Regions from separate parts of the Mus musculus genome. Here regions 1, 2, 3, 4 and 5 are each linked to region 6. A link is a contact called in public Hi-C, HiChIP or PLAC-seq and promoter capture Hi-C data. All regions are on one chromosome and are shown on one strand. Each heading gives the region's core, a stretch centred on a gene start, on an enhancer-like site or on the middle of the called end of the contact. The rest is flanking DNA. Distances are from core to core; before and after follow the strand shown.

Region 1 (3,840 bases), core at 180-2,679, 320 kb after region 6:
CACCTTTCCTTGTCTTGAGCAGGGATTTGTATGCTTAAAAGAGCTAACTCTGTGAACTGCGGTACTTCTGTGTGCTGGGAGTAGGTCAGACCGTCCATTCTACGTTCCTCTACCACCCTGATCTATCTGTGCAGTGCAAAGGCCTTGATGAACATGCAGTCACTGGTGGAGTGTCCCTCTCCCACTTTCCTGTCCCCTCCTGTGACTTTCTTCATCCTCGTTTCTGTCTCCCCAGGAGCCCATGCCCTGCCTGGCCACGGGGAGGGCAGTTCTCACTGGGCAGACTCTATCCTGGGAGCTCTAGGTTCATCCTCTCTGGGCTGGGTCAGGGCCAGAAGATCCCTTCAGGGTGACAGGATGGAGGGGGGACATTTTAAAGTAAGGATCCTAAAACATTCTATATTCTTGGAGCCAGATCCTGAGGAGTCTGAGACTGCTTCCAATCCAGCCCCATTTAAGGTGAGAAACATAGGCCGTTCCAGATTCCTCAGGGGGAAAGCCCTGTCCCCACAGCCACGTTCCAAAGTTGGGGAGATAGGAGCCTGATTCAGGCAGGCTGGGCAGGCTGCCATCTCTCCTTCTGTCTTAGCATACCATCAAGTGGAGCTGGGGGTTGGGGGACATTCTCTGGGCTGCTGGGCCCATCCTCACTGTAGGCTTTGGAGAGCTCCCTACAGAACCAAGCATTAGAAGGAGCTGACGAAGAACTTCCTCCTTCTGCTCACATAATCTGGGTGTCCGCAGCGTAGTGCTGGCCTGGAAGAAGCCTAACACACAAACACACGTTTGGAACACACTGGGGTAGGGAACCCCGCTGGTGAGAGCTTGCCGCAGGAAAAGCCCGGAGAGTGGCAGGGAGGGTCTGGTGAGGACAGGTTTGTTTCTTAGAGGGCAGCTTCTGAGCTGAGACCTACAGGAGATAGGAGAGGAGCATTGGGAATGTGGTGGCAATGAGGGAAGAGAGATTGGGAGAGCAGGCAGCCCACGGGGCCTTGGGGATTCTGAAGCCAGCAGCGGGGGCTTGGGGCTTTTCTGAGAGCTGAGTAGGGAGGTGGAGGCAGATTGTAAGGAGAGCCTCTGTGTGGATGGAAGCTCTGGGAGAGCTGAATGTGGTATCTCAGAGCCCAGAGCCCCAGATGGGGCATAAAACAATGACTTCCTAGTATAAGAGGGAGGGGGACCAGGAGAGCTTCCTGGAAAAAGCACTATCTCCACCAGACCTTAGGAATGAATGGCAGGTCTTGGATGCTTGAGAAAGGGATTCAGGAAGAAGCCTGAGGAGGAAGTCCACAAGTGTCCTTGATGGACTACCCAGGGCTAAAACTGCTCTATGGTGGGTGGAGCTCAGCACCAGAGACAGGCACTGAGGAAATCCCCAAAGCCAGTGGCCTCACGCAAGCCCAGCACCCAAGGGTGCCACTTCCTCAACTGCTGTGCAGCTGGGAAGTGGCTGAGAAGACGTGTGAGGGCCAGGCAGCTCAAAGCCTGAAGGAGGTACTTCAAGGAGGGTCCAGAGAAGCTGGGCAGGGCGGGACCTCCTCAAAGGCTGCCCCTGGGGACACCCCAAGCTTCAGGAAGCTCTCAGATGCACATAGGAGGAAGTGAGAGGTGAACTCGGCCTGGATCTGGTTGGGCAAGGCCCCCATCCATCTGCTTTTCTGACTACCCACAGCCATGGCCCTGGCCCAGCAGCTGCGATCAGAGAGGTGAGAGTGTGCCTCTATTCCCTGCCAGGCTTTCTCAATGATCCCAATAGGCCTGGGGGGTGGGTATGGGGAAGTAAGAGGCTGTCCCTCCTGTCACCTGATATCAGTGGATCAGCACAGAGTCAAATTTGAAGGTCTTGCTGAATGATACTGCAGGAGCTGCATGCTCCAGCAGATGTTTCTAGAACCTTGACTTAGTAGGTCGGCAGTGTTATGCACCAGTAAGAAGCCTAAGGCTCAGAATGGGGAGTGGCTTGGATGTGGCCAAGGACCACAGGGTGAGTGGGTGGCAGAGCCTGGGAGCAGAGGTGTCCTGGGTGCTAGGCTTGGGTTCTGGGTTCCTGGTTCCACACTGCAATCAGGAGCGGCTCTTCCATCTGCCCTTCAGACTGAAACTGGCCTCTGCGTTTTCCTATCTTTAGGTTCAGATAGCCCAGGCTCTGCCGTCTGACCCCTCACTCCACTTCCTTGTCCTGAACAGGTCTTAGATGCTTGGCACAATGTTGGGGGCCGGGTCTTTGCTCTGCCTGCTCTGAGGGTGTTTTAGTTTTTTGGATCACAGTTGTGTCTCTGGGAGGCCGAACAGCCCTGGGACACACTGAGAGCTCACTACATCTGCTAAGAGCTCAAAAATGACCCAGATCTATCTTGGACAATGCTGACATTATACAGGTAGGGACAAGGAGACCTGATGGCCCCAAGCCCGGCCACCTCATTCAGTCAGCACTTGCTCAGTGTCTCTTATGGAGACAGCCCTGTGTTCCCATCTGCATGTGGAGACCCAAATGACAGAACCGTCCCCTGGATCAAGCAGAAAGCAACGTTAGGAAGCCAAGTGTCCATGTGAACTGCTTGAGAGTCACCAGAACAGGTCTGACTGACAAGACCCAGGTGTGAGCAAAGCACTCGTGGGATCTGGAAAAGGGGATGGGATTCCTGTAGGTCAAAGGTCAGAGGAGGTTTGTCTGTAACAAGAGTTAGTGTTGGGTGGGGGTCCTTCCATAGCTATAGAGAGTGTTACTGGGGTGCTAAGTAAGGCTGCATAATATGACTCCAGCCTTTCTCACCCCCAAGTTCTCCTAGGAGACTGACAGACATGCAAACTTGAATCTTCTAGAAACTGTAGCCACTAGAAGCTTGGGTCCCTTCTTGTTTCTTGGGGTGCAGAGTTCAGATGGTGCCTGTAAGGACTATCAGGGCTCAGTGTTTCCTCCGCCCACTCTGCCCTTTCCACAGCTGTTCCCCCGCCCTCTGAGGGGGGTGGCTCTCCTCCTCTGCCCCTGATAGGACCATGGACCCAGGTCCTAGGGCCATCAGACCCAGTATCTCCAGCGTCCTCTTTGAGAACCAGTCCGGCAGAGATACAGACGAGGAGATATCATATATAGTGTCTCTTCCAGGGCAGCTGCAGAGTTTAGCTCCCATGGCCACATGTCATTCCAGCTCCCACTGTGATTGAGGTACCACACACCTGCAGTTTTCAGGACTCCCCTAGATCAGGTCCCCAAGCGGACCTCCATGTGTAGCTCCCGTGTGCACGGAGCCTGGTATCCACCCAACAAAACCCGTGTGGGGTCCGAGGGGGACAGCTATCTTCCCAGTCCCCTTCCCTCTCCCCACACCACAGCCTCCTTGGCAGCTCAGCTGCAGACGGCTCACACTGGGACAAGTGGAAGTAGCCGCTCAGGACCTTCTAGGCGCCTGGCGCCGCTCTGGGTGCTTAGGGGATGCAGTGTGCTCTTATGGGGTGGCAGGGATTTGATGATTGTCTCCATTTTCAGAGAGGGGTGGGAGGAGCCGGAGGATGGGGAGAGGCCCCACAAGGTCTCTTCTGACAGGGAGCTGAGTGAATTCTGGTCCTAGTCCAGGGTATTATCTGGCCCTGTCTGGCCTAGTATGTCTTCTGACACTAGCGCTGCCCAGACACTTCTGGTTTCTCCTACCCCAGAGAAAGGTTGCTGTTCTTCCACGAGGCAGGAAGGCCCCTTGTGTGAGATCTGTCTGCTTCTGGCCTCTTTTCCCTTGCTCTGTCTCCTGTCCTGCCTCTGATCATGCCTGCCTTCCTGAAGTTTCTTGAAATTGTCCCTCTTATACGATTTCCAGGGAGTCTTTGTGCTGTCCACTCCCTCTCCTG
Region 2 (3,878 bases), core at 528-3,027, 400 kb after region 6:
GCCCCATGGATTGCACCCCTCGCGACAAGTCAGCCACCGAACTTCTTGACTTTCGTTTTCTGTTGAATAAAAGAAAATATGAAGTAAAACAAACCCATTGGTGTCTGGACATGAGGATCTGCAGTGTTGTGGATTAGAGGTATACGATTCGGGCACACTGATCTCTGAGAATAGAATCAGTCCAGAGGTTGGTGGAAGGTTTCTGTTCATCTGGAACTAACTGCTGTCCCCCTGCCCAGGGGCCCTCTCCTACTGTCTGGTCTCCTATCTCTGTAGCTCTGTATTGGGAGATAAGAAATTACCAGTGTATCACTGAAGCTACTTTTAAAAAAAATCTGACATTTCAATGCTTGTATTTTTATGCTTATTTGAATTTATTTACTATATTAAAATATCACTCATTTCTATGAAAGGGTTTTGGTGTCCCTTTAAATTTTGCCCTGAGAGAATGGCTCACTCCCCTCCTCTTTTTTTTTTTTTCCATTTTTTATTAGGTATTTCGCTCATTTACATTTGCAATGCTATACCAAAAGTCCCCCATAGCCACCCACCCCCTCTCCCCTACCCACCCACTCCCCTTTTATGGCCCTGGCGTTCCCCTGTACTGGGGCATATAAAGTTTGCGTGTCCAATGGGCCTCTCTTTCGAGTGATGGCCGACTAGGCCATCTTTTGATGCATATGCAGCTAGAGTCAAGAGCTCCGGGGTACTGGTTAGTTCATAATGTTGTTCCACCTATAGGGTTGCAGATCCCTTTAGCTTTTTTGGTACTTTCTCTAGCTCCTTCATTGGGGGCCATGTGATCCATCCAATAGCCGACTGTGAGCATCCACTTCTATGTTTGCTAGGCCCAGGCATACTCTGACAAGAGACAGCTATATCAGGGTCCTTTCAGCATAATCTTGCTAGTGTATGCAATGGTGTCAGCATTTGGAAGCTGATTATGGGATGGATCCCCGGATATGCTAGTGTCTACATGGTCCATCCTTTTATCTCAGCTCCAAACTTTGTCTCTGTAACTCCTTCCAAGGGTGTTTTATTCCCACTTCTAAGGAGGGGCATAGTGGTCACACTTCAGTCTTCATTTTTCTTGTCACTCCCCTCCTCTTAACCCCAGCAGCCTCAAGTTATTCATTTGTTCATTCATTCATTCATTCATTCATTCACTTTATACCCAGTCATGTGTTCCTCCTCTGGGCCATGGCTGGGCACTGGGGGAGGGGAACAGACACAAAACATCACTTGCTCTGAAGACAAGATGGGAAGAAAACAGGGACTCTAGGGCAGGACAGAAAAGGGAAAGCCAAAGCTGACAGCCAGGGATCAAGACTGCTCCCACTGCCTACTGACTGTTGTCAACTTAGGTTTTCCATGTCAATGGCATACCCTCAAAACCTTTCTGGTTTGTAGGTCCTTCTAGAAAAATACCCCAAGGTGTCTCAAGACTTGAAGAGGCCACCTGTAGCTGATTTGCATAAGGCCACATGCTAAGAAGTGGTGCCCTCAAGGTCCTCCCCAGCTCTGCCTGGCTCTGGGCACATGCTTGCAGGGAGGTGGTTATTGCCCTCTGTGTCTGCTTCCTCCAGAGGAGTCAGGGAGGGGTGTGGAGGAGACCATTTCAGGCTGAGACCTGAAGGGCACATGAGAGCTGACTGGGAGATGGTGGGGAGCGAGCTACTCTGGCAGAACTAAATGTCGTGAGTATTATCAGAGGCTAATGTCCACAATTCTGAGAATCAGGCGAAGCTGCTTGCGAAAGGGCACTGGCAACTTCCTCAATCTGCTCTCTGTTTCCTCCAGATGGGGCACAGATAAATAGGAAGAGCCTGCAACTCACTGGCACTTGGAGGCTCCCGAAGGAGGCTGCCTGTCGCCCAAGCACAGAGGTAAGTGGCTGGCTTCCTGATGCAGAGCTGAGGGTGGGCGCAAAGCAGGGGCTGTGGGGGTCTCCAGGGTGGAAAAGGACAGGATAAGACAGGGCTGGGGTAGCGTATTCCTCAGACTTGATCTCTCTAGAAAGACTAGGTCTCAGACTCCAAGTCAGTGAGTGGAGGAGGGGCACCCCGGAGCATTGGAGCTGGGAACAAAGTTAGAACTCTGGAAGAGGTACGGTTAGGATACGCTCTGGGGCTGTGGGACTCCGGGAGGACACAGCTTTATCACTGGAGGTCTGGTGGCAGGGAGGACTCCCCTAAAGCTCTATATCGGGCTAAGCACTGTGTTCCTTCTAACTTTGCCATCCATATGTTACTTAATTCCCTGTCCTGAGCTTCAGGTCACACATCTGTGGGACAGGGTGAGTGGGAGACATGGCTTCCTCTGTTTCAACTAGAAATGGAGGACAGAGAGAGGAGAAAGAGAGGGGGTAGAGAAAATTTACCTACAAGGATGACGAAGTGTTGGGGACAGAACCAGAGATGTAGAACCTCCCTTGGTACTGGGTGTAATTTGACAATCTTACTTGGGAAGTGCCCAGAGATATACCAGATCATCCAGCTCTGTTTTTCTCTTTCTCTGTCTCTGTCTCTGTCTCTGTCTCTGTCTCTCTGACTATCTCTTTCTCTCTCTATGTGTGTGTCTGTTTCTGTCTCTCCAACTCTGTCTCTCTCTCTTTCTTTGTCTCTCTCTGTCACAAACACACACACACGCACACGCACACGCACACGCGCACACGCACACACACACACACACACACACACCATACTGTGCTCTGAAATCACCACAGATGATTTGGGTCCAGATGTGTCGCTTCTGTACCTAGTGTGCCGGAAGGTAGGTGTCTCATCACATAGCTAGGGACCAGTCGCTCTCAGACAGGGACACAGACAGCCCCTCTGCTGACAGAGACCACTGTCATGTCTCACAGATCATAAACTAACCTGTCCATATATCCCACATGCTGTATTCCAGAGGTCATGCATATGTGCGACAGAAATCTCTGTGATCTGTTAAGCAAAGAATTTGCCTGAGGTTCAGGCCCCTGCCTCTGCTCACGCCCAGCACATAGGGCCTTTGAACCTGATCTGGCAATGGAAGGAAAAGGCACCTCCACTCACTTCTTTGTAGTGCAGCGTCTCCCCTTTCTCTACCTCTTTTTCAAAAGCCCTTATTTTTTTTAATTTATTTATTTTATTATATGTAAGTACACTGTAGCTGTTTTCAGACACTCCAGAAGAGTGAGTCAGATCTCATTACAAATGGTTGTTAGCCACCATATGGTTGTGAGATTTGAACTCAAGACCTTCACAAAAGCAGTCAGTGTTCTTAACTGCTGAGCCATCTTGCCAGCCCTCTTGAAAAGCTTTAAAAGAAAACTCCTTCTCTGTCAGCATGTGTTGAAATGCCACTTCAGACTGTATCCCGCCATTGGCTCTAACAAACCTTTAGCTGGAACCTAATGTCTGTACTGGAACCAGAAGGCTGTCAATGAGGTTGTCCTATAAGGCTCCCCTTCACTTGCTCTGCTGTCTCTGACCCCTAGACCTCTCTCTTCCCCTGGTGAGAAGTCTTCTAGGATCTCCTGTCTGTCTATACCAGAAATCATAGTAAGCCACTTGTTGCATGGGCCTGGGACTGTCCCTTCACCCAGACCTGCTGAGTACACAGATACCTGTTCGCCATCTTGCTTCACTACTTCTGGTCTGGCCACACTTCAGGAAGGGACCTGAGTGCCACAGGGTGCTTGTCTCCCTTGCTGCCAGTCCTCTAGACAATGGTTCTCAACCTGTGGGTCGGGACCCCTTGGCAGTCTCCTGTCAGATGTCTAGCAGATCAGATATTTACATCACGACTCAGAACCACATGAAAATATTGAAGTAGCAATGAAATAATGTTAAGGTTGTGGGTCACCACAACATAAGGATCTGTTTTAAGGGGTC
Region 3 (3,546 bases), core at 871-3,370, 480 kb after region 6:
CCCTAGGAAATGGTGGTGGGACTGAATGGATTTATATCTGGATTTCGAACCCTGGGTTAAAACAAAATGATACCAGGTTCAAATCCAGATTCTACCACTTAACTGACCAAGTAACAATCCCCCAGTGCTTCATCTAAGTCAGGTATTTCATCCCGTCCATTTCCCTGGCTGATAGCTGCTGTAACAGACAGGTCGCAGCCACTTGCTGAGGTTATGAACTGAGGTGCCTTTCACAGACACTAGCCAGGGTCCCAGAAGAGCTCAGAAGGGCCTTGTTGATATTTGAAAGGGCTTCTGGGATGGAGAGAGTGGGAAGAGATTTGTAGACCTCTGTGCAGCCATACAAATGACTGCTTGTGGAGAGAACACCTTTTCGTACATCTACTGCATGTGGGAGCGCTGGTGCCTGGAAGTGGACCATGGATGGACAGGACCCCAGTCACCTAATAGGGGCAGCTTGTTAGCACCCGGCTATGGCACACAGGGCCCCCATGTATGAGCGCTATAAAAGACTTCAAGGTTGGCCGTACCCTCCCATTTTACAGATGGAAAGACAAGTCTACCTAGAGGGCCTGAGGGATCCAGGGGTTTTTTGATTCCCCATCCTTTTGTTGTGCAATCCTCCCAAGGGCCACTGGAACACCTACCTACTATATCCGGCTCCGGTTGTGTGCCCAGGTACCGTCCTTGGGCCCGAGAGTCCACCAGCTGGAACCTTTTAGACTGGAGATTCTCTAGGACCTGCTCATAGGTCTTGAGCAGGGAGAGATTCAGTGTGGCTTTGAAAACGGCTGGCTCTGGCCTCGAGGGCTCAGATGTCACCGGGTGGCCCTCCTTCAGCCAGTTCCGGAAGCCACCATTGAGCACTGACACTGTGCGGTGGCCAAACACACGAAACATCCACCAGACTCTGGGTGCATAGAAGCTGCCCAGGTCATCTCCATCGTATACCACCACATGTGTGTCGTTGCTTATGCCCAGGTTGCCCACATAGTCCCCAAAGTGGGCCTCACTGGGCAGCATCATCTCATAAGGCGAAGTCGTGTCCCGGCATTCCTCTATATCAAAGAAGGACGCGCCAGGCACGTGTCGCTCCTGGTACTCTTTGCGTGCCTGGCGGGTCCCGGGTGAGTACCAAGACGCGTCCAGCACCCGAAGGCTGGGCCCCAGGCGGCCAGACCGAATGGATTCCGCCAGCCACTTGGTGGATACCAGCGCCCGGTAGAGCACCTGATGTACCATAGTGTCAGTTCTGCGAGTCACCTGGCGCGGTTGGGAACCAGGAAAGAGACAGGCCTGAGAGGGCTGAGTGCGGTGGGCGGAGCCCAGGGGGCGGGGCTGTTGCTCCCACTACATTTTCCCAGCGTGCAATCGTAACTACACTCAGAGCCAGACTCACAGTGGGAGAGGTTGGCACATTCCCTAGGGAAAGCCTGCTCCACCCCTCCCACTTCCCCGGCGCCCTCCCTTTCTGGTGCCTAGGAGGGCAGGTGGGCGTGGCTAAGAGCTTCGGTGCATTACTATAGCAGCAAATTGGTGGGAGGGGCTGGCTCAGGACTCTGTCTTCAAGAATGGGAAAAACAAACACAAGTCAGAGATGGCCTTCCAGTCGCCTCTCCGGGCGCACTGATTACCCTTCTGCTTTCGTTTCTTGCAGCCAGAGTTCTCTGGCTTCTAGAATGTCCAATTCCGGTGAAAGGGCTCCAGGCACTCTGCCCTGCTTTCGCCAGGACCCAGCTAGCGGCTCCATCCTGGGCGGCTCGCTGCACTCAGTCGCAAAAGTAGCTGGGCTGGCACTCGCCCTTGCGCTCCGAAGAAGCTGGAGGGTTCAAACCAGGAGCCGGGAGGGTTCTCAAGTGGCCCGCACCATTGTACCGCCTCCCATGGGGGTGAGGAGAGAAACCTCTCTCGTAGACAGTCGGGATTCCGAACAGCTTCTGCGTCTTCGCACGGGAGTCTTGTTTGCCCCTCCTCGTATAATACTTCTCATACATAAAGGGGGCTATTTGAAGCTCGAGGTGACACTGGGGCAGCGCGCAACCCGGCTTCATGGCGCCTGCGTCCCCCGCAGTACGGGAAATGGAAGGTGCAACGTCTCGGAGTGGCCCAAACAGTGGGCTGTGCCCAAGTCTCCTCCCTTTGGCTGGCCGCAGGTTGGTGGCGGAAGGAGGGAACCTCTGAGGGCGTGGGGAGGGGGTGACATGGCGGAGCTGGGAAACGGGGAGCGCAAATCCCTGGTATCTGCTACCCAACGCGTCCTACTTGCTTTTCTGTGAGAGAGGGTGCTTCTCCGGGGGTGCATAGCGTGGTATCACGCGGGAGTGGAGGAGGGGATGCAGTCTATGAGAGAAGAGTTTCCAGGGCGCCTCTAATTTGCCTTAGGAAGACTGTCCGTGGCTGCTTGTGGCCGTCTGTGGGTTGGTGTGGGATAAGAGACAGGTGGGTAGCAGTGAGTGGATGGGGTTTGGAAAGACCTGATGCCTCCTGAGAAAGTTGGGGGGGGGGAGCAAGAGAATAAACAAAGCAATTCAGAGGAGCTGTGGTGAGGAGATCTAGCATGCCCCAAGAGGAGAAAGTAACAGAACGGAATAAAAATAAAACTAGCATTTATGAAGCCCGCCTTGCCGAGTGCCTTCACGACCCTGCCGGATTGAGCTGAACTCCCAACAGGAGAAACAGGTAGAGCCAGGAGGTGCCAAGGCACGTAGTGGAAAAGGGACTAATTTCTCACCTGAAGCCCAAAGTGGTGGGAGCTGCCTCGGTTTACCTGTCCATCCTTGAAGCCTTATGCTTAGTAGTAGTAGTAGTCGTCGTTGTCGTCTTGGGCTTCAGTTTTTACCACTTCATTGTAAATTTATATAAATCCCAATAAGCAAGATATCTGGAAATAGAGCATGGCTCCTGCAAACCAGCTGTACACCCCCTCTCTAGTCTATTCTGTTCCCCTGGAATGCTTTTCTCTTGAACTCCCCTCCCTGTTTTTTTGAGCATCTATCCTACCCTGAAATACTGTCACAGTGTGTTGCAAAAATTCACTGTCTAGCATTTTCCCAGCATACTCTGCACCTGGAGCTTGACAGTAGGGAAGAGAAGGTACCAGGAGGGTCTAGTTAGGGAGATGCTCTTCAGTGCCCGAACCCCCACCCCCCATGGGTGGGATATATAGGCTCACACTAACTTAGGATGGCCTGGGCCTGTCCTATATGTCCTGATGGACTTCCAGAGAGCTACTCTCCCCTGGGATCCTGGCCCTTCAAGCACAAAGAAACCTAGTCTCTTTCTGGTCTCTTCCCCTCATGAGCACTCATAGCCTAGCCTCTCTGACTCTCTTTCTGCTGCCTGGGGTCTTTTGTCATAACTGTCAATCAAGCAGGGAGGGTAGTGACCTCAGACCTTTGAAGTCCCACCCCCTGGAAGTCTAAGGCCAGCTGTAGACTCAAGGGCCATTAGGAGAGTAAAGGAAGGAATAGCAGGTTTGCATTCAACTTCCCTAAATGATCATTCAAAGAAGCTGTTTATAGGGTCAGTGGTGGCCCTTCTATAGTC
Region 4 (3,355 bases), core at 806-3,305, 440 kb after region 6:
TCCCTGACATCTTGGAAGCTTTCTTAGCGGGGGAAACTGCTGGGCTCCCCAGAACACCACGTGACTTGGACACACACCCTTGAGAGGTGAATGTCCTTAGCCAGGGCTCATTAAAGCAGCGGCTCTCAACCTTCTTGATGCTGTGACCCTTCAATACTGTCCCTCATGTTGCGACCCTCAACCATAAAATTATTTTTGTTGCTGTTTCATAACTGTAATCTTGCTACTGTTATAAATTGTAATGTAAATATCTGCGGTTTATGGCAGCCTTAGGTGATCCCTATGAAAGGGTCATTTGACCCCAAAAGGGTCACAACCTACAGGTCGAGGGCTACTGCTCTAGAAAGACAAGCAAATAGAAAAGAAGGAGAGGAAATGGTGTCTGGGGGATTACTTTACGTGATTATGGACCCTGCAAAGCCTCAGCGGGCTCTCTTCAAGCTGGAGACACTGGGATTTCCTATCTTGGCTCAATACACATTTAAACACGTCCTGTAATGTTCAATCTAGACTCACAGGCTGGGACTAGGAGGTCTATTCCTATAAATCCTGCAGTTGGGACTGAAGGGGTTTTTGTAAAGGTGTGGTATCTCAGGGCAGCAGAAAGAGTGTCCCTGCTCCAGGAGAGGGAAAGATGTCTGTCCTCTGCCTTTTGTTCTTCTATCTGGGGTTCCAGCCTATTGGATGGTGGCTGCCCACAAGGGTGGATCATCCCAGACTCAATCCACTGACACGACAGTCTCCTCTGGAAACCCCCTCCCAGATACACCAGAAATGAAGCTTCCTAGATGGTCCCCAGTCCAGCCACATTGACACCATGGCAAGTATGGCTTTTAATATCTCCCAAGAGTGATGAGAACAACTCATCTGTGCCCACACATCAGCTGCAGGTGCCTTCTGAGAGAGATGGCTACTCCTTCCCTCTGCCTGTTAAGTCTGAGTCAAAAGCAGCCCACAGGGGAACGAGACAGGCCTCTAAGGAAGAGACTGTGAGAAACCTCTGCCATCTGGAAGAGATCTCAGAAGGGAACCTCGGTCATCCCTAGTGGACATTCAAACCTGGATAGAGAGGAGGTCTGTGTGGAGATCTCAACAGAACAGTGCCTGAGGAGTGGGGAGAGTTTCAAGGACTTGGGCCTTTCTCCTGGTTTCTAACTTGAATCCTGAATTGGGGCCTGGGGGAGGGGGTGCCCACCAAATCCCAAAGATGTGGTGGAAAGAAAGATAGAAAAAGCCAAAGGCATTTTTAAAACCACATATGGTCCGGAGAGATGGCTTGTGGGTAAAGCACTTCCTGCTGCTGAAGAGGACCTACATTTAGTTCCCTGTACACAGCTACCTGAGACACCAGCTTGAAGGGGTCTGACCTTCTTTTAGCCTCCAGAGGCACCAGCGTTCACATGCACAAATGCCACCTCCCATGCACACACATGCACATACATACATCTGTGTGTATGTGTTCTGTTTTCTAAAATAAAATGTGTTGCGTTTGTAATCAGATTTGTTTGTTTGTTTGTTTGTTTGAAGACAAGGGTCTCACTACAAAACCCTGGATGTCCTAGAACTCTCTATGCAGACCAGGGCTGGCCTTGAAATCACAGAAATCAGTCTGTCTGCCTCTCAAGAGCTAGAGCTAAAGGTGTGGCACCACTATCCATGACTTGTAATTAGATTTTTTAAAGAAAGCTATTAAAGATTCCTTGGTAGAAGAATGGATCAGGTAATTCCCTCTAGGGCAGTTACTTTGGTAAACCTCAAGCTTTCGGGGGCAGGGAGTGGGGGACAGTGGATCCTGGGGCCACCTCAAACCCCTATCTGAGGGGCCAGTTTTCTCCCCTCTGCAGCCCACTGAGGTTTGATCGGAATGGTGCTGCCACCTAGAGGTCAGCACCCTGCATTACTTCAACTCTGCGGCGTCAGACCCTCCCGCTGCAGATCTCTGAAGCCTTTGAAGTCTGGTGGTCAAGACAAGGAAAGAGCAAGCAGAATGAGCTGTGCGGGTGCATCTATGCAGAGCTCAGGGCCAAACGGAAACTCGGACCTCTTGTGCAAACATTGCAAGGAATTGCAAAACCCTAACTGTAGATAGAACATTAAACCTAGTGTGGACAGGTCCAGAGGTGGTGAGTTATCTCAACCGATTGCTCACAGTCAGTTAAAGATAGAACTCCATGTTCTACCCTCCCCCTTTTAACTAGTGCACTTGGTTAGTCTAAAAAGAAGAGGAGGAGGAGGGGGGATGAGGAGGAAGAGGAGGAAAAAGTAGTGTGAGGCTGTCCCTTCTTGCACACTTGTATTTGGGTGGACGCTAACAATGAATGCCTCTGTTGTGTTAATATCCAGATGTGAACAGACACACATGTTGGTGTACATGCCACAGTATTGCACACCTGTTTGTAAGAGCCACTATACCTCTGTTTAGCTACCGCAGCGACAGTGTGTATATATGTCCCTGTGTGCCACATAGTGCTCGTGATGAGAGCAAGCCTCAGTGTTCTGGAATGTAGGTCCTATGTCTCTGACTGGGACAGCTGGGGGACAGCAAGACACAGAAGTGCCATTATCTGCACTCAGACAAGTGGAACTTTGGCATGGCCTCTGGCAGCATGAGAGTGTATTCCCAGCAAGCCCAAATTCCAACTAAACAGCCAGTCCAAGGCAGATCCATGCTACTGGGGGCTGAGCATCTTACTCCAGCCAACACCGGGCACATGCTCCTGACCTCTTTTCCAGAGCCTTAGCTGACAAGGCTTGAATTGGACATTCCTTCCTTTGTCCCTCCCAGCTGGGCATGGACCAACTGCTATTCAGAGGGTCCAAGAACCTGAAAGCCATTCCTTTGAAATAGAACCAACAGAAACAGAACCACAGCTTCATAGCAGCCAGCAAATACAGATGACCTGACCACATTTGTCCCCAGAGTCCCCACTCTCCCCTTCTATACCCCCATTCATCCATTCAAAGGTCCAGCCAATCAAAAGGAGAAGTGAGTCACTTCCTCCCCTTTGTCAGTAATATTAAATCAAAAGGCCAGGAGGCCATTGTTTTTTGCCTCAATGGATCAAGCTGGTAGGTACAATGAACTCATCATACCAAAGTCCCAGGGCACCAGGTATGATGGCTAATCTTGACAACTTGACTGCATCTAAGATCGCCATGGAAATGAACCTATGAGCGTGTCAATGAGAGATGATCTAGATTGGGGTGATCAATGTATGAAGACTAATTAGCAGTGGTACCATCCTATAGGCTGGGGCCGTGGCCTGAATAAACAGGAGAGAGTACACTAAGCACTCACACTCAGCTCTGCTTCCTTCCCTGGGACTCTCAACAATTGGATTATGGCCACCCACAG
Region 5 (3,638 bases), core at 278-2,777, 280 kb after region 6:
GAAAGTCAGGGAAAGAGATGTTGTACCATTTATTAAAGGGTACCTGCATGGTTGTGGGGAACAGGAGGACAGAGGGAGCCCAGCTAGGAAAGGATGCTTTGCCCAAGGTCGACCCTTCTTGGTTCCCCCATACACACACTGATGAGCCACAGGGAGACTGTCAGCCTCCTGAGAACTGTATTTCTATGAAGCCTTTTGGGTGAGGGCTGGGTGGGCTGTGCACAGGCATGCGATGGATGCTAGCTAGGATGGATGGAAAGGCGGCTTTCTCTCATTGGCTACATACTGTGATCAGAAAGATCAACTCTGTGAGGACATAGTTCTGTCAAGGTCACATCATGGGAGGGGGAGGGGAGGACCCAGAAGTCCTGCACAGATTCTGAGACCCATCCCAGTGGTTGGGGGTGGGATGAAGGACTTCTAAGAACTCAGCTGAGTTTCATACTCAGGGTGACAAGGTGGCTCAAGGCACTGTGAATGGGTTATCATAGTGCTCCAGGGGGAGGTGGGGGGCTTCTTGGAGCTTCCTGTATGTGTCTGGAGGAGAAGGAAGCTATATAAAAAGCAGATAGATGTCCCTCTCTGTCCAGAAACTCTTAAGAACTATGGTCTCCCCTCAGCCCAGAGTTGGAGGGAAAAAAAGTTGCTTTGTCTTTTTACACACCAAGGTGGGGCACTGAGACCTGAGGCCACCTCAGATCTCATTCTTCCTGTGCTGGACTGGGTGACCTTGTACAGCTTGAATCTTATCCCAGCCTCAGTTTCCCTCCCTGGGTGACAGAGGAAGAACATCTAAGCTAGAGGAAAGAGATCACACAGCCGAGTGGGTACCCCTCTCTTGGACTACCTAAAAGGATTAGATGCTGGGGGTACAGATGGGGAGCTGCAGCGGGCTGGGCAGGGCTGGGTGCCTGATGCAGAAAGGTCACTGTGCCCTTATGTCTGTCCTGGGAGGGGATCTCCACTAATGGGCTACCTTCCAGGAAAAGTCTTGTTGGGAATGGGGGCCAAGGAAAGGGGTCTCTTGAAGAGAAAGCCCAGGCTTGCAGACCCTTCTACACTTCTCAGAGGAGGATGTCTGGGTCCTTGCTTCTTCCTCCCTGGTCTTCGCACTTGGTCCTGGACCCCCCCACAAGTTCTCCCGGAGAGGCCACTCTTCTGAGCCCTCAACTTTGTGAGACTCAGTCAGGGAGCACAGTCCGTGCAGCTCTTGGAAAGCATAGGACCAAGGAGCTAACCCCCTAGGATGGAGACCCGATGCGTGAGGGAAGAAACTGGGGAGGCTTCGCAGAGGGATGAGGGGTGCCCCAGAAGCGGGAAGAGGGCAAGGGGACAGGGCCAGGCGCGGGGAGTGGGGTGGGGGTGCATTGCTCACCAGCAAAGGCTCCTATCGCCTTCTTGATGTCCTCAGCGCTGAGCACGTCTGTCATCGACATCCTGCAACTGTTTGAGCGGGCAGAGCAAGTGCGAAAAGATTAAAAAGTGTTCTCCTCATCCTTTCTGCTCATATGACCAGCGCTGCAGTGTCGCGCGCCAGGCGCACGCCCGCTCGGCCTGGCTCCGCGCCAGGGGGCGCCCGGCTCAGCGCACAGCTCAGCAGCTCAGTCCCGCCGCACCGCCAAGCTGAGCGGGCCACATGCCCATGGGGTCCGGGCATTCAGGAGGCTCGCCCAGGACCCCGCCGCCAGGGGCCATCTCCTGATCTAAAGGGCCACCAGCAGAGACTGGAGCGTTCTGCCGCTGTCAAGGGCATACGGGAGGCAGAGAGGCTCCGATCTGGGCATCTCGGACAATGTCCTCTCGCGTGGGGAAAAAATGATGCTGACCAGCCTCCACCCCGATGTGGCCCCTGGGCTATGCACTCTGTCTCTCCACGCCTCCAGTACCCTCTTGTCTTCTGTCCTGGATGCAAATTTATGCCGCGAAAAATCTGAATGTTAAGAACTTGAAACCTGAGCCACAGGACCCAGGGAGGAGGTTGTTGGACTATCAGAGCTCCTCTGTGCAGAGGCTCTCTGTCTGGGCTCCATCCCTCCCTCACCTGACCACATTCTGAAACTTGATTTGGTTTCTGCGAGGAAGAAGGCACCAGTTTATCTGTCAGAAGACCCTTTTGGGCACCAGTTTATCTGCCAGAAGACTCTTTTTCTCACACTTTCTAGTCTCCAGGGCCAGACACAGCTGAGTTGTGTTTCATCTAATTCCCATTAGGGAGGCTAAGGTGAGAGAGGCCCCACAGCATAGCTATCTACCTTTCAAGTTGGTCATATTTGGGGGATAAGGGATAGTACCATCAGACCATACTTTTTGATTACCATGTTTTGTGATCAGAGTATCACCTCTGGGAAACAGGACATTTTTCATCTCACGGGACCAGAGTACAAGGCTGCCATCTTCCCTCAGGTCTCCCAAAGTTTCAGACTGTGGCTAGCAGCCTTCGAAGTGTATATGAGCACTAGACATACACATAGAGTTCTGAATGTGAGTCACGCTGAATCCCCCCATGACCTTGAGCTATAACCTTTCTCTCTGGTCATGTGTTGTGTTAAAGATGGGAGGATCACTGTGTGGGACCTGAGGCAGGTGGGCAGCGTCTGGGGTGATGATGATACTGGGGACCAAGGGACAGCTTCCCAGCTGCCCAGTAGCTCAAGTTGCCTGACAACTTGCTGTCAACACTGTCTCCCCTAGCTGAGCCCTGGAAGGCTGCCCTTCCTGGAAACCTTAGGAGTGCCTGGCTCCAGCTGCCCCCTCCTGGTGAGTCAGCGTCTTTGGGCCACAGCTTGCCAGCTGGCTTCCAAGGCTCCTAGGCTACAGCCCCTGACTTCATAGCTCTGGGCATGAGGCCCACTTCAGACCCCCCAGCTGTCCTGCACCCTTCAGCTGCTTTAGCTCCTATGTCTCCTGCCTCAGTTGACTTAGTGGCCTCAGCCTCTACCCCTTGTTCCCAGCTGGACTGCCAGTTCCAGTGTGCCAGGCTTCTGTGTTGACAGTTCAATGTCTGGGCTCTCTTTATACTGTGGCCCCAGTTACAGCATCTGTTTCTCCAACTGGAGACCCTTGTGCTATAGTGAGCCTGGAGTCTCTAAATGCCCGAAGACCCATCCATATGGAGGCAGAGGCAGAGCAGGGTCAGCTTATTGGTGTGACTTAGTGTGCTGTAAACCTCTTAGATATCCTTTCTCATGCCCCAACCTCAGTCCTACAGTGCGTCTGAGCCACATACTGGCTCTTATGGTAAAGGTTCTCACCATTCCCCTTGCTCCTCCCTCTGCTGCTGAGTCCCCTCACTGGGACATCCTCAGCGAAGCATGCATGTTGTTGGCTTAGCCAATCAACTCCTCACCCAAGTGCTTGCCTCTCACCCTCTGCCTTCTGCTCCCCTGATAGAACCAATAGACCTCCACAGACATATGGCTCTACCTCTCAGCTCCATCTGAGGGACAGCTGAGGTCCATCCTTGGGGGCAAGTATTTATTCAGGCTACCCAAGAAGCTCGGAGAGAACTCAGGGATCCCGTACTCCACAACCTCCATTTTGATTCTAGAGAAATGGCAGCCTGGCTGTCCTTTTCAATTGGCCTGATTCCACCTTCTCCATCCTCCAACCTCAGAGGCTACCGCTTACCTTGGATGAGC
Region 6 (3,887 bases), core at 686-3,185:
AAATCTATACCTAAAAAGCCAGCCTGCAAGGCCTTATCTCAGATGACAAGGACACGCACTGGCCTGGTCAAGGCAACGAGGTGAGTCAGAGAAAGGACCAGGAAGAAAACAAAAGAATCGGTGAGACTTGTCCAGAAAACCTGATGGCAATCGGGTTCTTGGCTTTTTGGTTGAATCTGGTGTAAAGGTCTGGAAATGAAGACCAGGCCACAAGGCAGGCATTTATATATCTCTAAAACACACCCCTGCGGTACTGAGAAGATACACCTCCTGCCCACCCCATCCGTACTTGGGGACGGCTATGGTGGCACTGATAATGTTTTGCCCAGTCCTTCCCACAGTTTTAGTGGGTTTCGATGTTAAAATACGATGTTGTTCCACACTGGAGCAGACTCTGAGCTTTTCGGGCACTGAGATACAGGACGTAGGCATGAGGCAGCATGTCTCCTAGTGTGCTAGGAAGACCATCAATCTGTCTCCTACCATACTGCATACTTAAGGACAGGCACAGGGTCTCAAAAGTCTTCATAATGAGTGTATGTAGATAAGCATTACACATGGTAGAGAGCCATAGTGAGCCCTCAATAAATACTTAAGTAAGACCCTCCATCTCTTACTGTCCCCAGTACTCACTGTGCATGAAAGTCCACAACAACTGGTGTCTCACTGTTGACAACTCTGTCTTGAAAGTCAGGTCCATCCTGGACGTTAAAGGTCGTCAAACAGACTCTGGTGGTGTGTACTGTCCGGGCTGGGCTGGGCATTACTGTTAGACCACCAGCATTGTACTGAGGGGTCTGCAGGGTCTTAGAGGTGAGGGAAGCCCACACACCCTGAGGAGGCTTCCTGGAGATGACTGAGGTCAGGAACCTCCCCAGGAGGAGCCGCTGAGCCATCTGTGGGAGCAAGAGGCAGGAAGAGCTGGGGCCATGCAATAGGAAGTCAACACACTAGGAAAACAAAGAATTCTGGAATAATGAGGTGTTGGGAACATACAGAATTGGAAGCAAGATGCATGGAAATACTGTAATATATGATTTTCAAAGGCCAGGTGTGGTGGGGCCCACCTGTCAATCCTCCTCCTGGGAGGCGAGGCAGGTGATATAAGGCAAGGTCAGTTTGGGCTAGACAATAAAACCTGGTCTCTAAAACCTCCCCACGACAACAAAAAAAAAATATCTAGAGGTGAGTAAGGAGTCAGCATCACTGAATAGACGTTAAGTTAGAAGGGCAGAAAAACTGGGTTGACAGCCAAAAAGAAATCAAGGCTGAGGTGGAATTATAAAAGGTCAATGGAGGGAGGGACAAGGCTCAAGTGCCTTACATCACTGTGTATAGCCCAATGCCCCCCCCCCCCACACACACACACATCACTGGCTCTCTCTGATCAACTCTGAAGAAACCTTATAATACCGTCCATACTCAGGGCAACAGGTAGGTTAAGTGCCATGCCCAACGTAGGCCAGTTTTTAAAGTACAGCTAATTGGAACCCAAGGCCGTCTGTAAAATTTTTATCAGTCATTCTTTTAAAAAAGTGTTTTTATGGGAAATTAAGGAAAGGGAAGCTGTCGAAGAATGAGCGAAGAAGACTCCCAACTACGGAAGGAGGAACTGAGAGGCGTAGGAACCGGCCATGGGGTACCAAAGTGAAGCGGGTGGCATGTGTACGGAGGGAAGCCCAAAGAATGGACACGTGTTGGGGAGGGTGGGGGACAGGGAGACTGGGAGCACAGGACGTGCAGCTGCCAAGGCCACCTCCTCCCTCTAGGGGCATCCCCCTGCCGATCGCCTTCCTGCAGAGAAGCGCGCCGCCAGCCCGGCTCAGCCCACCCCGCAAGGGCTCCTACCTCCCGGCAGTGCGAGCAGAGGGATGCAGAGCCCAGCCGGCCTGCCCGTCAAGGGCACTCCTGTTGTCACTTCCTCAGGGGCAGGTCTAGCGTCATTTCCGGGAAAGACTATGCGGACGACGTTTCTCTGCAACTTGGGGGCGGCTCGGTTTTTTTCACCAATGAGGAGGACGGAAAAATGTAGGGCTGAAGGGGCGCGACCGGAAGGAATGGGATCGTGGAGGAGGGACCGGAAAATGTGTGGGACCAGTGAGGGAGGAGATGGGTGAGAGGGCGGGAAGGAAGGAGTGGCTTTGGAACAAGCTCCTGCTGTGTTGCGCCTCTTGGCATTGCCCACCCTTGGATCTGAGCTCTGGAAAGGGCTGGAAGGCTGTGTTCACTTTAATGCCGAGGAAGCTCTGTTCTCGACAGAAGCTTAGTGTTAAAAGGAAGAGATTCCCGGGCTGGGGTTATGGCTCAATTGGATTCCTGTCTAGCACACCCAAAGCCTGGCTTCTCAATACCAAGTAAACTGGGTGTGATGGCACACACCTAATCCCAGGACCCCGGAGGGCTCAGGAGTTCAAAGTCATCCTCGATACTTAGGAACTACGTGAGATCCGGTCGTGTGTGTGGTGTGTGTGTGTGTACACATGTCGCATTAAGGGGTTATTCTGCCGTTTTTGATTCTTTTCTGCCCAACCTAACTTCTTATGATTGAGCAAGTCCCTCTGCCCCTAAGGGCTGGCGGTACTTCTAAAGCCCTTACCTTTTGTACTGTCATGTCTTACTTTTTGGAACTGTCAAGGAAGCACTATCCAAGGTAAAGTGTAGGGCTTTCTCTCCATTCCCACTGGCATGAGTGACTGAGGTGTAAGTCCCTCATTTATGCATATTGTAACCAGTATTCCAGCCCCTTACGATCGGGGAACACGTTGCTGTCCACCTTCCCTTCCATACCTTTGCTCACTTTGAACTTTGTCTCTGGGTACTTAGAACACCTGCTCACCTTATCTTCTCTGAATAGTACTGCTTTCTTCTCACTAGCGCCTGCTTTATAATCCTCCAGAACACATGGACAACGTCTCTTTCTGAGAGTAGGGACTTGTGGTTGTCTCATCTGCATATACTTAGCGCCAACCTGGTACAATGCCCAGCACAGAGAGGCTGTTCAATAGACACTAAGTTGAGAATCTTTGCGCACCTCAGCAAGTGGTTTCTGTCAGAGGGGTTATGTGATGTGTCCCAGCAGATGGACTCCATCTACCACCCTATTTTAACCCACTCTCTCAATAATTAGTGGTTTGCTGAGGCGTCTTTGTGTTCTACATCTGCAGTTGTGCCTGGAAGGCTCTCCCAGAGCTCTCTGAGAAAAGTGCTACTAGGTACTAGATTCTGCACTGTCTCTGGGTCCCTTTTCTGTCTGCTCCAGTGGAGGTCAGCCCTCGTCTTTGCAACTGACAGCCACCAGTCTCTGTTCATTGTTTTGTTATCTGTTTCTTTTCTTTTTTTAGATGTATTTATTTTATGTATATAAGTACACTGTCACTGTCTTCAGGCACACCAGAAGAGGGCATCGGATCCCATTACAGATGGTTGTGAGCCACCATGTGGTGGAATTGAACCTCTGGAAGAGCAGTCAGTGCTCTTAACCACTGAGCCATCTCTCCAGCCCTCTCTCTTTTACTTTTGTCCTCCCTCTCTCCCCCTCTCTGTCTTCTTACTTCTTTTTTCTCTCCTCTCTTTCTACCTCTGTTCTCTCTCCATCTCCCCTCCATCCTCTGCACCTCTTTTCTTTCTTTCTTTCTTTGATAGAGTCTCATTTAACCCAGACTAAGTTTTAGGTGGTGCTGGAACTGAACTAAGCACGCATTTTGTCAGCTGAGCTGCATCCCCACTTTTTCTCACTCTTTCGTCAGCCCTGAAGTGTGTGTGTGTGTGTGTGTGTGTGTGTGTGTGTGTGTGCAAACACTTTGGCCCGCAGAGTAATGATCCAAGATCTGCATGAGGCAGGAAGGCAGCCTAGTTCAACACGACTCAGTAGCTGGTGTTGGGTCAGA

Evidence for each region. Promoter capture Hi-C pulls out the DNA fragments that hold promoters and counts their contacts. A called contact is a pair of places that touch in the nucleus more often than the background predicts. HiChIP or PLAC-seq counts read pairs in DNA pulled down with a chosen protein or histone mark.
Region 1: a promoter capture Hi-C map of liver shows a contact between it and region 6, with 5 times the contacts expected there. The contact joins the promoter of Ncf4 here to the promoter of Txn2 in region 6. A contact is called at or near these places in 16 of 39 promoter capture datasets (the 3T3-L1 cell line, 3T3-L1-derived adipocytes, the C10 cell line and 9 more), 2 of 15 datasets of contacts at CTCF or cohesin (the G1E-ER4 cell line and embryonic stem cells), 19 of 484 Hi-C or Micro-C datasets (the AML12 cell line, B cells, the Ba/F3 cell line and 7 more), 5 of 115 datasets of contacts at active chromatin or transcription factors (T-cell acute lymphoblastic leukemia, bone marrow-derived macrophages, effector CD8 T cells and 2 more) and 2 of 9 other capture datasets (liver and macrophages).
Region 2: a contact with region 6 is called in a promoter capture Hi-C map of hippocampal neurons, with 4 times the contacts expected there. The contact joins the promoter of Csf2rb here to the promoter of Txn2 in region 6. A contact is called at or near these places in 10 of 39 promoter capture datasets (the 3T3-L1 cell line, the C10 cell line, the HPC-7 cell line and 5 more), 4 of 484 Hi-C or Micro-C datasets (cerebral cortex and embryonic stem cells) and 1 of 9 other capture datasets (liver).
Region 3: a contact with region 6 is called in a Hi-C map of liver, with 1.6 times the contacts expected there. The contact joins the promoter of Mpst here to the promoter of Txn2 in region 6. A contact is called at or near these places in 14 of 39 promoter capture datasets (the 3T3-L1 cell line, 3T3-L1-derived adipocytes, the C10 cell line and 9 more), 5 of 484 Hi-C or Micro-C datasets (the G1E-ER4 cell line, erythroblasts, granulosa cells and 2 more), 4 of 115 datasets of contacts at active chromatin or transcription factors (astrocytes, memory CD8 T cells, pancreatic cancer cells and 1 more) and 2 of 9 other capture datasets (adipose tissue and embryonic stem cells).
Region 4: an H3K4me3 HiChIP or PLAC-seq map of stem cell-derived neural progenitor cells shows a contact between it and region 6, with 2.4 times the contacts expected there. The contact joins the enhancer-like site here to the promoter of Txn2 in region 6. A contact is called at or near these places in 6 of 39 promoter capture datasets (the 3T3-L1 cell line, 3T3-L1-derived adipocytes, the C10 cell line and 3 more), 1 of 15 datasets of contacts at CTCF or cohesin (pro-B cells), 2 of 484 Hi-C or Micro-C datasets (myocytes and regulatory T cells) and 2 of 115 datasets of contacts at active chromatin or transcription factors (astrocytes and stem cell-derived neural progenitor cells).
Region 5: a promoter capture Hi-C map of 3T3-L1-derived adipocytes shows a contact between it and region 6, with 4 times the contacts expected there. The contact joins the promoter of Pvalb here to the promoter of Txn2 in region 6. A contact is called at or near these places in 7 of 39 promoter capture datasets (the 3T3-L1 cell line, 3T3-L1-derived adipocytes, HPC-7-derived erythroid cells and 3 more), 1 of 484 Hi-C or Micro-C datasets (the HL-1 cell line), 3 of 115 datasets of contacts at active chromatin or transcription factors (bone marrow-derived macrophages, embryonic stem cells and oligodendrocyte precursor cells) and 2 of 9 other capture datasets (embryonic stem cells and pancreatic islet).

The regions. Positions count from the first base shown.
Region 1 is chr15:78,243,382-78,247,221 of GRCm38.p6, forward strand. It overlaps Ncf4 (neutrophil cytosolic factor 4), which reads left to right and starts at 1,430. Exons shown (of 10, transcript NM_008677.2): 1 at 1,430-1,706. The coding sequence starts at 1,675.
Region 2 is chr15:78,324,213-78,328,090 of GRCm38.p6, forward strand. Csf2rb (colony stimulating factor 2 receptor, beta, low-affinity (granulocyte-macrophage)) reads left to right here and starts at 1,778. Exons shown (of 14, transcript NM_007780.4): 1 at 1,778-1,886.
Region 3 is chr15:78,404,592-78,408,137 of GRCm38.p6, forward strand. It overlaps Mpst (mercaptopyruvate sulfurtransferase), which reads left to right and starts at 2,121. Exons shown (of 3, transcript NM_001162493.1): 1 at 2,121-2,153. It overlaps Tst (thiosulfate sulfurtransferase, mitochondrial), which reads right to left and starts at 1,274. Exons shown (of 2, transcript NM_009437.5): 1 at 648-1,274. The coding sequence starts at 1,242.
Region 4 is chr15:78,367,141-78,370,495 of GRCm38.p6, forward strand. No RefSeq gene overlaps it. Among named protein-coding and RNA genes, the nearest start is that of Mir7676-2, 20 kb to the left of the region's middle. Within about 2 kb of position 2,056, at least 62 of the 459 cell types and tissues checked have an H3K27ac peak or open chromatin away from gene starts, as enhancers often do. A contact at or near this core is called in astrocytes and stem cell-derived neural progenitor cells, where this site is marked.
Region 5 is chr15:78,202,710-78,206,347 of GRCm38.p6, forward strand. It overlaps Pvalb (parvalbumin), which reads right to left and starts at 1,528. Exons shown (of 4, transcript NM_001330686.1): 1 at 1,376-1,528. The coding sequence starts at 1,436.
Region 6 is chr15:77,927,059-77,930,945 of GRCm38.p6, forward strand. Txn2 (thioredoxin 2) reads right to left here and starts at 1,936. Exons shown (of 4, transcript NM_019913.5): 1 at 1,849-1,936; 2 at 634-896. The coding sequence starts at 896.